2 separate regions of the Oryzias latipes genome follow, and region 2 is linked to region 1. Evidence: chromatin contacts called from public Hi-C data. All regions are on one chromosome and are shown on one strand. The core of a region is the stretch at or near the end of the contact, and the rest is flanking DNA. Distances in the headings are between cores, read along the strand shown.

Region 1 (6,010 bases), core at 907-3,406:
ACTGAGGAAGGTAGACAGGAGTACAAGGAAGCGCAGCGTAAAGTGAAGAGAGAGGTGGCAAAGGCCAAACAGAAAGCTTACGATGAGCTATATGACAGGTTAGACACAAAGGAAGGAGAGAAGGACTTGTACAGGCTAGCCAGACAGAGAGACAGAGATGGGAAGGACGTGCAACAGATAAGGGTGATTAAGGACAGAGATGGAAAGGTGCTAACAACCCAGGAGAGTGTACAGAAAAGATGGAAGGAGTATTTTGAGGAGCTGATGAACGAGGAAAATGACAGGGAAAGAAGGGAGGAAGATGTGGTTGTTGTGGAGCAGGAAGTAGCAGAGATTGGAAAGGATGAGGTTAGGAAGGCTCTGAAAAGGATGAAGAGCGGAAAGGCCGTTGGTCCTGATGACGTACCTGTGGAGGTATGGAAGTGCCTAGGAGAGACAGCAGTGGAATTTCTAACAAGGTTGTTCAATAGGATTTTAGAGAGTGAGAAGATGCCTGAGGAATGGAGGAGAAGCGTTCTGGTCCCAATCTTTAAGAACAAGGGTGACACGCAGAACTGCAGCAACTATAGAGGAATAAAGTTGATGAGCCACACAATGAAGCTGTGGGAAAGAGTAGTGGAAGCCAGGCTTAGGAAGAAGGTGGAGATTTGTGAGCAGCAGTATGGTTTCATGCCCCGTAAGAGCACCACTGATGCCATTTTTGCTTTGAGAATGTTGATGGAAAAGTACAGAGAAGGTCAGAAGGAGCTGCATTGTGTGTTCGTAGATTTAGAGAAGGCGTATGACAGGGTGCCGAGGGAGGAGCTGTGGTACTGTATGAGGTCGTCTGGAGTGGCAGAGAAGTATGTCAGAGTAGTTCAGGACATGTATGAGAGAAGTATGACGGTGGTGAGATGTGCTGTAGGTCAGACAGAGGAGTTCAAGGTGGAGGTGGGACTACACCAAGGATCAGCTTTGAGTCCTTTTTTGTTTGCTATGCTGATGGACAGGCTGACAGACGAGGTAAGACAGGAATCTCCCTGGACAATGATGTTTGCGGATGACATTGTAATTTGCAGTGAGAGTAGAGAGCAGGTGGAGGAACAGCTAGAGAGGTGGAGGTTTGCTCTGGAAAGAAGAGGTATGAAGGTCAGTCGTAGTAAGACAGAATACATGTGTCTGAACGAGAGGGATCAAGGTAGAAGCGTTAGGTTACAGGGGACTGAGGTGAAGAAGGTGCAGGAGTTTAAGTACTTGGGGTCAACAGTTCAGTGTGATGGGGAGTGTGGAAAAGAGGTGAAGAGGCGAGTGCAGGCAGGTTGGAGCGGTTGGAGGAAAGTGTCAGGAGTGTTGTGTGACAGAAGAGTGCCAGCAAGACTCAAAGGAAAGGTGTACAAGACAGTGGTGAGACCAGCTCTGCTCTATGGGTTAGAGACGGTAGCAGTGAGACAGAGACAAGAGGCTGAGATGGAGGTAGCGGAGATGAAGATGTTGAGGTTCTCCTTAGGAGTGACCAGGTTAGACAGGATAAGGAACGAGTACATCAGAGGGACGGCTCATGTTGCCTGTGTCAGCGACAAAGTCAGAGAAGCCAGACTGAGATGGTTTGGACATGTTCAGAGGAGGGATAGTGGATATATTGGTAGAAGGATGTTGGAGATGGAGCTGCCTGGCAGGAGGGCAAGAGGACGGCCAAAGAGGAGATACATGGATGTCTTAACAGAGGACATGAAGTTGGCTAATGTTAGGGTAGAAGATGTCCATGATAGAGTGAGGTGGAAAAGGATGATTCGCTGTGGCGACCCCTGATGGGAAAAGCCGAAAGAGAAAGAAGAAAGAAGACTTTAATTCGCCAAGCGCCCTGATCCTCTGCATCATCCTTTGTTTGCACTGGACATTGACTTTAATTCCTGTGATTGTTCCTACACACGACTTATTGTTTGCAATAACACTCTTCTATTTTTATTTTTTTTTACAGGATTTTCATAAACATTTCAAATCATTTCTGAAAATCCCTTTATGAGATCTGCAGCACCTGCTCTAGCTCCCCGTCTATGTGATGTGCTGATGGTTTTACGGCTGCAGCTTTGACCGCAGTGACATAACACCCCAGCTCAGAACGGGAGCGCACAGGCTTGGTGATGGGGATTACGGCTCATTCTTCAGAGCGCTGGGTTTATTTTAAGGTCCAACTGGATAAAACAGGATTAGCATCACAATGAATCTGCTTGCATTCAAACCCAGAGGTCAGCTCCTCTGTGACCTTTGACTTTTGAGATGTTTGATAATCCCCATCTGTGTTGTGATGGCTAAACATGAATCTAATGAGCTGTCATTCCAGTGAGGTGCCCATTTTTGATCAGCTCAGGTTTTCCTTCGGCTTTTATTTCTTAGCGCATTTCCTCCACTGCTGCAGCTACTGGAGATCACATACAGACAGGCTTGCTGGATGAGGAGGTGCTGAAAGTCTCTGGCCTCAGCCCCAGTGTTTGCAGGTCCTTTATAGGCAGCGTTACTTCCATTTCTTGGGTGCTACTGAAAGTCCAGGTTAATCACTGATGGGCCTCGCTTGTGTGAAAGCATTGAGGACAACACAGAAGGCCAGGTTCAATGTCTGTGCAACCCTTGTGCTATCCTAGGCATTTTAACATTGGGAGTTGGGTCATCTAGACCCACTAGACAGTGCGCTGAACCTTTTTTCTTCATTGATTTGTGATCTTTACTGGTGTCCATGGATTACATGAAATCTTTCCACCTTTTTCCACCTTTGTCATGGTAGGGAGAACACGGCAATGTAAGGGTGGGGTCATAGGATAGCACAAGGGTTAATGGCCCGTTTTGTGCCCGGACTTGTTCTTACAGCAGCTCCTAGTAGTCTTTTAGATTGACGTTAGTTGGGTTTTGTACTACGTAGAAGGTTAGTTTTGGTTTGACTTTCAAGTTTAAAATACGCCTTTTATTGTCCCCCTTAAAAAAATCATCCAGTCTGTGTGCTTTTGACAAATCCTAAGATCAAAATATGCGGATGCATACTCGTAAAAATTATGAATAAGAAAATAAATGTATTTTAATTAGCTGTTTTGATTTTTCCAGAGCTGAAAACTATTTGGTGGTTTGACTCTCCAATCCAACCCCTAAGAGCTGAGTGTCAAACAGGAAGGCATTGGGTCTTTGATATGACTTGGCCTGGATTTAAGCTCACAACCTACCAGGTAAAGAGTGGATACGGTATTTACCACAAGGCCACTGAGCTGGAAACTTCTTTTTATCATTTTATTTTGAAAAGCTAAAGTGGGCGGAGCAAACTTCAGTCTATGTGGCCATCCTGTTTATGGCTTCAAGGGTGAGGGTTTGTACGACGTAGTTGATGTCTTTGTATTGAAGCTCAAGTCAAATAGTTGGTGACAATTCCAAGTTACTTGACAAGTCTTTAGTTATAATTTTCAGGATATTTTTTGTAGTAAGATTTGTTTGTCATTGGTACAATGATATTTTAAAAAGTTATCTTTGGTCAGTGCATCATTCATACATTAAAACCCTTGTGCTATCCTACGGGGTCCAAATGACCCCACCCTTGCATTGACGTGTTCTCCCTACCATGACAAAGGTGGATAAAGGTGGAAAGACTTCATGTAATCCATGGACACCAGTGAAGATCACAAATCATTGTGTGTAATAAATTTACAACTGAAAAATAAATAAAAAAGTACATCATTCAGTCATTTAAAACAAATTATAATCAATTAGCAGCTAACTAAAAAGCCCTTCAGTCATTAAAATAAGGATATATTTAAGGATTGTTAAAATCACAACAAATTGGTTGAGTCCGAATTCCCTCCCTCTAGTGCAGGGAGGGCAATTAGACCAGTGCCCTGTAAATTTCCCAGAAGTCTCTGTGGAAAACTAGTGTGCATCGATGCTCACCAGATTGACAAATATAGACCACAATGCATTGTGTTGGAATGATTTGTTCATCTGTACACAATGTATGCAATGTTTTTTAAATAACTAATCCAAGTTTTCATTTTCTGAACACAGTGGATTCATAAAAAGTGATATTTATTAGGTTTATTTATTTGGCATGTCAAAAAAAATTATTGAGCTCCCAGTGCTCTTTAATAATGATTATGCCCTTTTTAGCCCAAAATTTAAAAAAACAACAGTTTTCTAGAACATAGTTTCTGCAGAGCGGCAGTATTTAATCAGAAATTCGCCTCCACGTTGGCCTAAATGAAGCCTTCCCTTTGTTTACTAAACTAAACTTTATTTATTTATATAGCGCCTTTCATTTCAGTTAAAAATACAAAGCGCTTAACATAAAAGCAGATAAAATAATTATAAAAATGAAAATTATTAAAAACACAGGAAAATCACACACAGATGGGACCCCTCCCTCACCAGATTCCTCCCTCCACCCACCCAGTTCCCCCAGTAGAACCCTGAACAAACAAAGAACTGCAGTTAAAAGAAGGTCTGGCTTGGTACTTCTGGGAGGAAACAATATCATGGGGATCCATTTATTCCAAGGCCCAGCCCGACCAGGGGGGTCATTACCACAGTTCCCACCCAACACAGAGTAGCCTAGGGCCCACTCCATGGCTATTAGACCATAGAGCGGGACCCCAGCCAGCCCAATGAGAATGGGCACCACAGTAACAGCACCCCCTACAGGCAGAGCCGGTAGTGCCCCAGAACAATGGATCCCCAAGAGGAAAAAACTGGAGTAAAAATCATCAGAATAAAAATTATATTAAAATAACAATAAAAAATAAAATAAGATATAACAATATCAGTAATTAAAAAATAAAATACGTAAAATGAATAAAACATAACCTTAAATATCATAATTTGATGTCAATAAAAATAGTAGAATATTAAAAACATAAAGATAATAATAATAATAGTCCTAAAAAAAGATTAATTAATAAATAGATAAATAATAAAAAACATAAGCAATTACTAAAGTCAAGTAAAAGCCCTACTAAAAAGGTGGGTCTTCAGCCTCTTCTTAAAAACCGCCACAGTCTCTGAGGTTCTCTGGGAGGCTGTTCCACAGGTGAGGACCGTAATGGAGGAATGAGGCATCAACTTGTGTTTTGGTCCTCACCTTAGGAACAACTAGGAGGCCAGTGCCAGAAGACCTCAGGGTCCGCGAGGGCTCTTATTTTAAAATAATATAATTTAAATAAGATACCATTAAAACATTTATAAACCATTAAAAGAATTTTAAAATCAATCCTGAAACGCACAGGGAGCCAATGCAGCGATTTTAAAACCGGTGTAATGTGTTCCCATCCCCTGGCCTTGTCAGAACTCGTGTCGCCGAGTTCTGCAATAGTTGTAGATTTGAGATCGACTTTTTTGGTAAACCAGAGAGCCGGGCATTACAATAATCTAAACGACTAAAAATAAAAGCATGCATCAGCACCCCTATGCTGGCAAGAGAGAGGAACGGGCGGACTCTGGCAATGTTTTTAATATGATAAAATCCTGTTTTCACAACATTTCTGATGTGAGGAATAAAACTCCGCTCAGAGTCAAAAAGAACGCTGAGGTTTCTCACACACTGAGAGGGTTTAAAATTCCTAAGTTTGGGTAAAACCATCTCTCTCTTGTCTTCAGGACCAATGATTAAAACTTCAGTTTTGTCCTGGTTGAGCTGTAAGAAGTTTTCTGCCATCCATGACTTTATATCTAAAATACAGTGTAACCCTTGTGCTTTCCTGGGCACTTTAACATTGGGAGTTGGGTCATCTAGACCCACTAGACAGTGCTCTGAACCATTTTTCTTCAATGATTTATGATCCTCACTGGTGTCCATGGATTACATGGAATCTTTCCACCTTTATCCACCTTTGTCATGGTAGGGAGAACATGTCAATGTAAGGGTGGGGTCATCTAAGATAGCACAAGGGTGAAAAGAGTTAACAGGTTCAAGGTCATCAGGAGACACGGTGATGTAAAGCTGTGTATCATCAGCAAAGCTGTGAAAGTCAATGCCATGTCTCCTGATGACATCCCCAAGAGGCAA
Region 2 (6,010 bases), core at 2,376-4,875, 100 kb after region 1:
TGGAAAGAACTGCAGGGGGACGCGATCACAAGCAGGGGGGTTCGTACGGTGGATTTCCTGTTCAGGTGATGGATTGATGCATGAGATGCAAACACTCATGAACCCTCGTGAAACTTCAATACTTCCTAGTTTTTTCGTTTTTGCCTCCTGCAAACATTCTTCATCTCGTGCTACATTTTCAGAAAGACCTTCCAGCTTCTTTTTGAGAACACCAGAAAACGTGGCTCACATCTTCCACGAGCGCACTAACGGCAAAATCTTCACGTGTAAGACAATCGAGTCAGCCCCGTGTCGGACATGGTTCTATTTACACCATATTGCTTAAAAATCAATATGTACAGATGTCAAAGGAATGTGAGCAAATTATTCCCCGTGAATCTAAGGCCCCTTCACTCATATTGGATTTACATGAAATCTTTTTCCTTTTTCTTTTTTTTGGAGAAGACGGAACGCCGTCTCCTCAGCGCAGCACAGATCTCCTGCGCGAGAAGACCTCCGGTCGCCTTCGCTTAAAGAGAGCAGCTCAAATCTTCTTACGGCGGCGGTTTTCCGGTTCGGCTGAAACCAAACATTTCCAGACAAACGGTACATTCAGAGCACAGACATCGGCGTGGAACAGCTTGCCCGGTCCTGAAACAAAAAAGAATAAAAAGCGCGGGGATGCTGCGACATGTTCATGGTTGTTTTTTTTAAACTGGATGTGATGTCACTTCCTGTTGCTGCGCGGAGACTCCTTCTGCGGCCGACACCTGTCTTTGTCAGCAGACGGAGACGCCCGGTTCGGATCTCGTTTAGTGTTCTTCTGCGGAGGCGGGACTTCCTCCTTTTTCTTCCTGTCTGCCGGCTCCTTCCGGGTGGAGACCGGCTGCCTGTCCGGGGCGCCGGTTCTGGTTTCTGGGACCTTCTGGCTCTCGGGTTTGAGGCTGGACTCCTTCTTTGCTGCAGGTTTCTGCAGGTCGGGCTGAGAGGCGCATGGAGGCAGCTGAGCCTGAGCTGCAGGTTTGGGGTCCGGATGGGTCTGGATCTTGGGCGTGAGGTCTTTAGGTCTGACGGCTGCTGATGGAGCCGCAGCCTTTAGACTTTTAGGGGGCGGGGCTTTGGCTTTGGACTCTGCTGCAGGACCTTTGAGCTGCACGGACTCTTCAGGCGTCAGAAAAGCCGCTTCGTCCTGTGTTTGCTTGTTAATGGCTGCAGGTTCTTGGAGCTGTTTGAGGATCGAGCTGCATTTGACGGTTCGCTCCTCTGCAGGCGCAGCGGCTGCAGGCGCAGCGGCTGCAGGCGCAGCGGCTGCAGGCGCAGCGGCTGCAGGCGCAGCGGTTGCCAGCTGGGATGCAGTTTGTGGGAAAGGTTGCACTGCCAGTTGCTTTTGAAGTTGTGTTGCAGGTTGTGCTGCCAGTGGCGATCTCGGTTGCACAATGGGTTGTGCCGCAGTTTGTGATGCAGGTTGCTTTTGAAGTTGTGTTGAAAGTTGGGAGCTGGGTTGCACTGTTGGTTGTGTTGTAAATTTAGGTGTGTCTTGTGCTGCAGTTTGGGTTGCAGGTTGTGTAAAACATTTTGTTGCAGGTTGCATCTGTTGTTTACCAGTTTTTGCTGTAGGTTGTGTTGCAAGTGGGGATGTAGGCTGCGATACAGGTTGTGTTGTATGTTTTGATGCAGGTTGTGTTGCGAGTAGTGATGTGGATTGCACTGCAGGTTGTGTTACATGTTGTGTTGTAAGATTGGTTGGAGGTTGTGTTGCAAGTAGTGATTTGGATTGCACTGCAGGTTGTGTTACATGTTGTGTTGTAAGTTTGTTTGCAGGTTGTGTTGCGATTAGTGATGTGGATTGCACTGCAGGTTGTGTTGCGAGTAGTGATGTGGATTGCACCGCAGGTTGTGCTACATGTTGTGTTGCAAGCTTTGTTGCAGGTTGTGTTGCTAGTGGGGATTTAGATTGCACTGCAGGTTGTGTTGTGAGGTGTGGTGCGATTTGTGTTGCAGGTTGCGGTTCAGGGCTGACTTTGCCTTTCAGACTGGAAACAGCTGAATTTGCTGTAAGTTGCAGGTTTGCAGCAGCAAAAACGTTTTTGACAGTTTCGTCTTTTCTTCCTGAATCCTCGCTGGATTCTGGATCTTTCCTTCTGGGTGACACTAGGTCTCTCTTGTCGTCTGCGGCGGCAGAGTTGCCGCCAGGTTGTGTTGAGTCTGCGATGTTTTGTTGCACCCTGGCAGCAGCTTCGTCTGCGGTTTTGCCGTCCTGCTCAGAAGCAGATCCTGCGGTTGGGACGTGGGGCTGCTGCTGTGTGGAGCCGATGTTCAGCAGCAGAGCTTTCTCTGGAGCTGAAGCAGCGACCAATCGCTCTGGAACTTTGGAACCTAAGGTTCTGCTTGGGTTCTGAGCAGCAGGTTCTGCCCCCTCGCAGCTGGGGGGCTGTCCTGCATCCAGAGCGGATTCAGGTGATGGATCAGCTGCAGCCGCAGTCGCCTCCAGCTTTGCAGAACTCAACGACTCCTCAGTTTTGCTGTGTTTTGACGTCGGTGTTGCTCTGACCTCTTCCTCCTGTTGCTCCGCCTCCTCTTCCTGGTCCTCGTTACTCACTTCCCGTATGGAGGGAGTTCTTCCGCAGGTGGAGAAGTGAGAGGCGTGCCGTGGGGCTCTGTGCTCAGCCTTGGTGCCGCTCCTGCTCTCCTGTTTGACGGCGAAGGCCTCGGGTTTGCAGGGCGGAGCCTGTGACTGTTCTCTGGGTTGTGATTTCTCAGAAAAGCTTTTTCCCTCTGCTGCTCCCGCCGTTTCCCTGGAAACCGCCGAGCCGTTTCCTGAAGATGCGACCTCGGCGCCGAGGCAGGCGGTCAGCGGGCTCTTCATCCTGTCCGCGTTCCTCAGGGAGGCGAGGCTCTTCTGTCGCTCTGTCGGGCTGTGGAGCCGGACGGGGGAGGTTGCAGCGGCGCCGTCGCCCGCGTTGTCCGTCACTTTGGGGAAAAAAGTTTCCGCTTTGGAAACTCTGGGACCTGAAAGGAGGCCGATGTCCAGAGTTCCTTCAAGAGGTTTGAGCGAGGAGACGTGGCGCCCCTCCAGTTTGTAGTCGGACGACGTCTTTCTGAGCTGCGACTCTGCAGACGAGATGAGCTGCAGCTTCTCCACGGCGCTCTCCCCCCTCCCAGAGTAGAGCTTGGGACTCAGACCTTCGGGGCTGGGGTGCGCCCCCCCCTTCAGGTGCTCATCCAGCTGCAGGCTCTTGGACCTCATGGAGCCGAAGTGGAGGTTCTCGTGGAGGCCGGGCGACAGTCGACACATGCAGTCGTCCCGCTCCTCGAAGGACAGCCTCTTCCTGGTGAACTCCATGTTGGGGGCTTTGAAGTCCAGCCGCTCGGGTTTCAGAGTGTCCTTAACCTGTCGGGGGTGGGCGGGGGCGCCGTCACTGTCGCAGCTGCTGCTGCTGGAAGCCTCGGAGATGCCCTCAGACACTCGCGAGGACAGCTTTTTGTACAGCACGTCCTTCAGGGTTGGACCGGCTGCTTTGGCGTCTGCTGGGCTCAGTTCTGGGACGTTCTGGGATTTGGCTTTGCTTCGGAACAGAAAGGCGTCGCTCCTATCCTCGCCACAGGGGGGCAGTGCGTCGCAGTCGAGCAGGGCGTCCTGCTTCTGCAGGGACTCTCTCCTCTCAGACCAGTCCTGTCTCTTCGCCACCATCTTACACTTAAGCTTCTCCTTGTCCAGCTCCTCCACGGACTCCTGCCGGCCCATCTTCCGGCTGGGGGGCCGCTTCAGGCAGCCCTGCTCGACGGGCCGTAGGCGCGAGACGGGCAGCGTCTCGCTGGACGTCTCGTCAGCGCTGTGGTCGTTCAGCTCCTCGTCCTGCACCTCCTCCTGAGTCACCTCCAGGCTGTGCTTGCGGGGGCAGAGGTGCTTCTTGTCCCCTGTGTAGGAGGGGCCCAGCTTCTCCTCAGACTGGACTCGCTTCAGGAGGGGGGAGCGGGGCGGCTCCGCACTTTTGGGGCAGACGATGTGGCGCACAATCGTCGGGGGGGAGTGGATATTGGCCGGGAAGGCCGGGGTCGTCTTGGAGATGGCCACGGTGTGTCCGCTGAAGAGCGGGGAGGGGGGGCGCTGTGGAGACGTGGGCTGGGGGGTGGGGGAGGGCGTCCGGGCCAGAGGGGAGAGGGGGATGCCGCTGACGGACTTGCGGCGGCCCTGCCGGAGCCTCTGACCCGGCAGCTTGGGGCCCAGGCCGTGCAGGGTGCTGGGCCGGATGTGGCCCGAGCCCGCGGGGGAGTTGGGGGCGCTGGAGCTGGGGGAGCTGCTCTGCGACGAGTTCCCCCCTGCGGGAAGACGGAGAAAGAAAAAGAATAAAGAAAAAAAGTAATTAACAGCCGCACAAGAAGCTCTGTGAAAGATTTCTGGATCAGATTTTATCACGAGAAGATAAAATCTCCACCTGACTGGGTGAAGTCTGGTGAGGGGCGGAGGGCGGCGGTGGGGGAGCGAGGGGAGAGGCTGTGGGTGGGGGAGCCAGGGAGACTCTCACCGGAGGAAAGGGAGTGGTTGAGGGAGGAGAAACTGCGGCTGGTGTGCAGCAGAGGAGACGGCTGCATCGCGAAGCGCCTGAAAAGAGAACGCCGCCTGAAACCGCAGGACAGAAACACAGAAACCAGGATCACATGTCAGCGCGTGTCTGCCCCCTACTGGACGACAGGAGAAAAGCGCCTGAGGTTGCCCTGAGCACATCAACAAATCAAATAAGAAGAAAAAAAATTGGCATTAATATAATATTAAAATAAAATGCAGGAAACCAAAACACAATGAAAAAATGAATATATAAAAAAGAAATGTAATTAAACATAAACCAAAACACAAGCTAACTTGAACATTTTTCATGTTTCTTTAGTGTTTCTGCAAAAAACATTCAAAACTTTAAATAATCTTTCTAACAGATGAAAAAAGAAGCATAAGACAAAAAGAGAAAAATTCAGATTCTACATTTTTTGCCTCACAAACGATTTGCTGTTTTTCGACGACGATGACGACTTAATATTTAAATTTTTTTAAATAAAATCTGAGAAATCAATTATTTCATGGGAAAAACTCCATTCCTCCTCGTGCTGAATTTTCATTTTTGAAGGTCACGTTTCCACTTAAACCTGATCATTTTGAACAAATCAGGTTATTTTTACATTTTTTCTCCAAATCCAGAGAATCAGAGTTTATATGTAATTTTCTAACTTGCATATAAATGATTGCATTGTGTGTTGCTACTTAATTTTCTGTATTCACGACGGAAATGAAACATTCTGGAATTTTTGTTGTGCGTGTAACAAAACATTTACCTCTCCGGCGTCTTCTCCTTCTTGGGCTTCTTTCCACACCTCACCATCTTGCTCCTGTAGCTGTTCCTCCGGGCCGGGCCGGTTTTTATGGACGTGTTCTCAAAGGGGGTGGTGGAGATGGCCACTTTGCTGCCGCTCTGAGAGAAACACAGTTTTCGTGTTCATATTTGGGCTGAATATTTAGAAAGTAGAAAGACCGTTTTTACAAGAAAAATTGTCTCATTTTCTGTCTTGACAGAAAAAGGATCATCTTAGAAAATAATCTCAGTTTAAAGTCCCACTCGGATCATTTTTTTAAACTTTTGTAAAAGCGTTCCCAGCGCTATTTTAATCATGATTGCACCGTTTTTAGACAAGAAAAAAAACCCTGCAGTTTTGTCCAAAAACTTTCATCAGAGAGAATTAGAGATTCGTCTTTGACTTGTGAGTGGCACTGTTGATGGGGAGTAAGCCCGCCCCTTTTCCCATCACCCGTCTGCTTACACACTCTCCCCGCTAGTTTACAGCTCCTCACACCCCCAACATAACATTACTCCAGGTTGACAATGATTTGGATAAAGAAATACTCAGAATACAATTTTAAGTTTCATAATTGTCTTAAACCTTTAGAAAAAAATGAGGCAAAAAAATTTTAAAAACACAATTTTCATCTGAGTGGGTCTTTAAGAAAACATATTGTACTAACTTGTATTTTTTTTAAATACGG

What was found. Hi-C and Micro-C count contacts between places; a contact is called where the count stands out from the background.
Region 2: a Hi-C map of embryo shows a contact between it and region 1, with 3 times the contacts expected there. The contact joins two enhancer-like sites. A contact is called at or near these places in 5 of 5 Hi-C or Micro-C datasets (embryo, fibroblasts and gastrula embryo).

Annotation. Positions count from the first base shown.
Region 1 is chr12:4,153,630-4,159,639 of ASM223467v1, forward strand. No RefSeq gene overlaps it. Among protein-coding and RNA genes, the nearest start is that of pik3r1, 43 kb to the right of the region's middle. Within about 2 kb of position 2,157, at least 1 of the 8 cell types and tissues checked has an H3K27ac peak or open chromatin away from gene starts, as enhancers often do. A contact at or near this core is called in embryo, where this site is marked.
Region 2 is chr12:4,253,611-4,259,620 of ASM223467v1, forward strand. mast4 (microtubule-associated serine/threonine-protein kinase 4) reads right to left here. Exons shown (of 29, transcript XM_023960995.1): 27 at 5,305-5,441; 28 at 4,416-4,600; 29 at 1-4,299. The coding sequence ends at 707. Among protein-coding and RNA genes, the nearest start is that of pik3r1, 57 kb to the left of the region's middle. Within about 2 kb of position 3,626, at least 1 of the 8 cell types and tissues checked has an H3K27ac peak or open chromatin away from gene starts, as enhancers often do. A contact at or near this core is called in embryo, where this site is marked.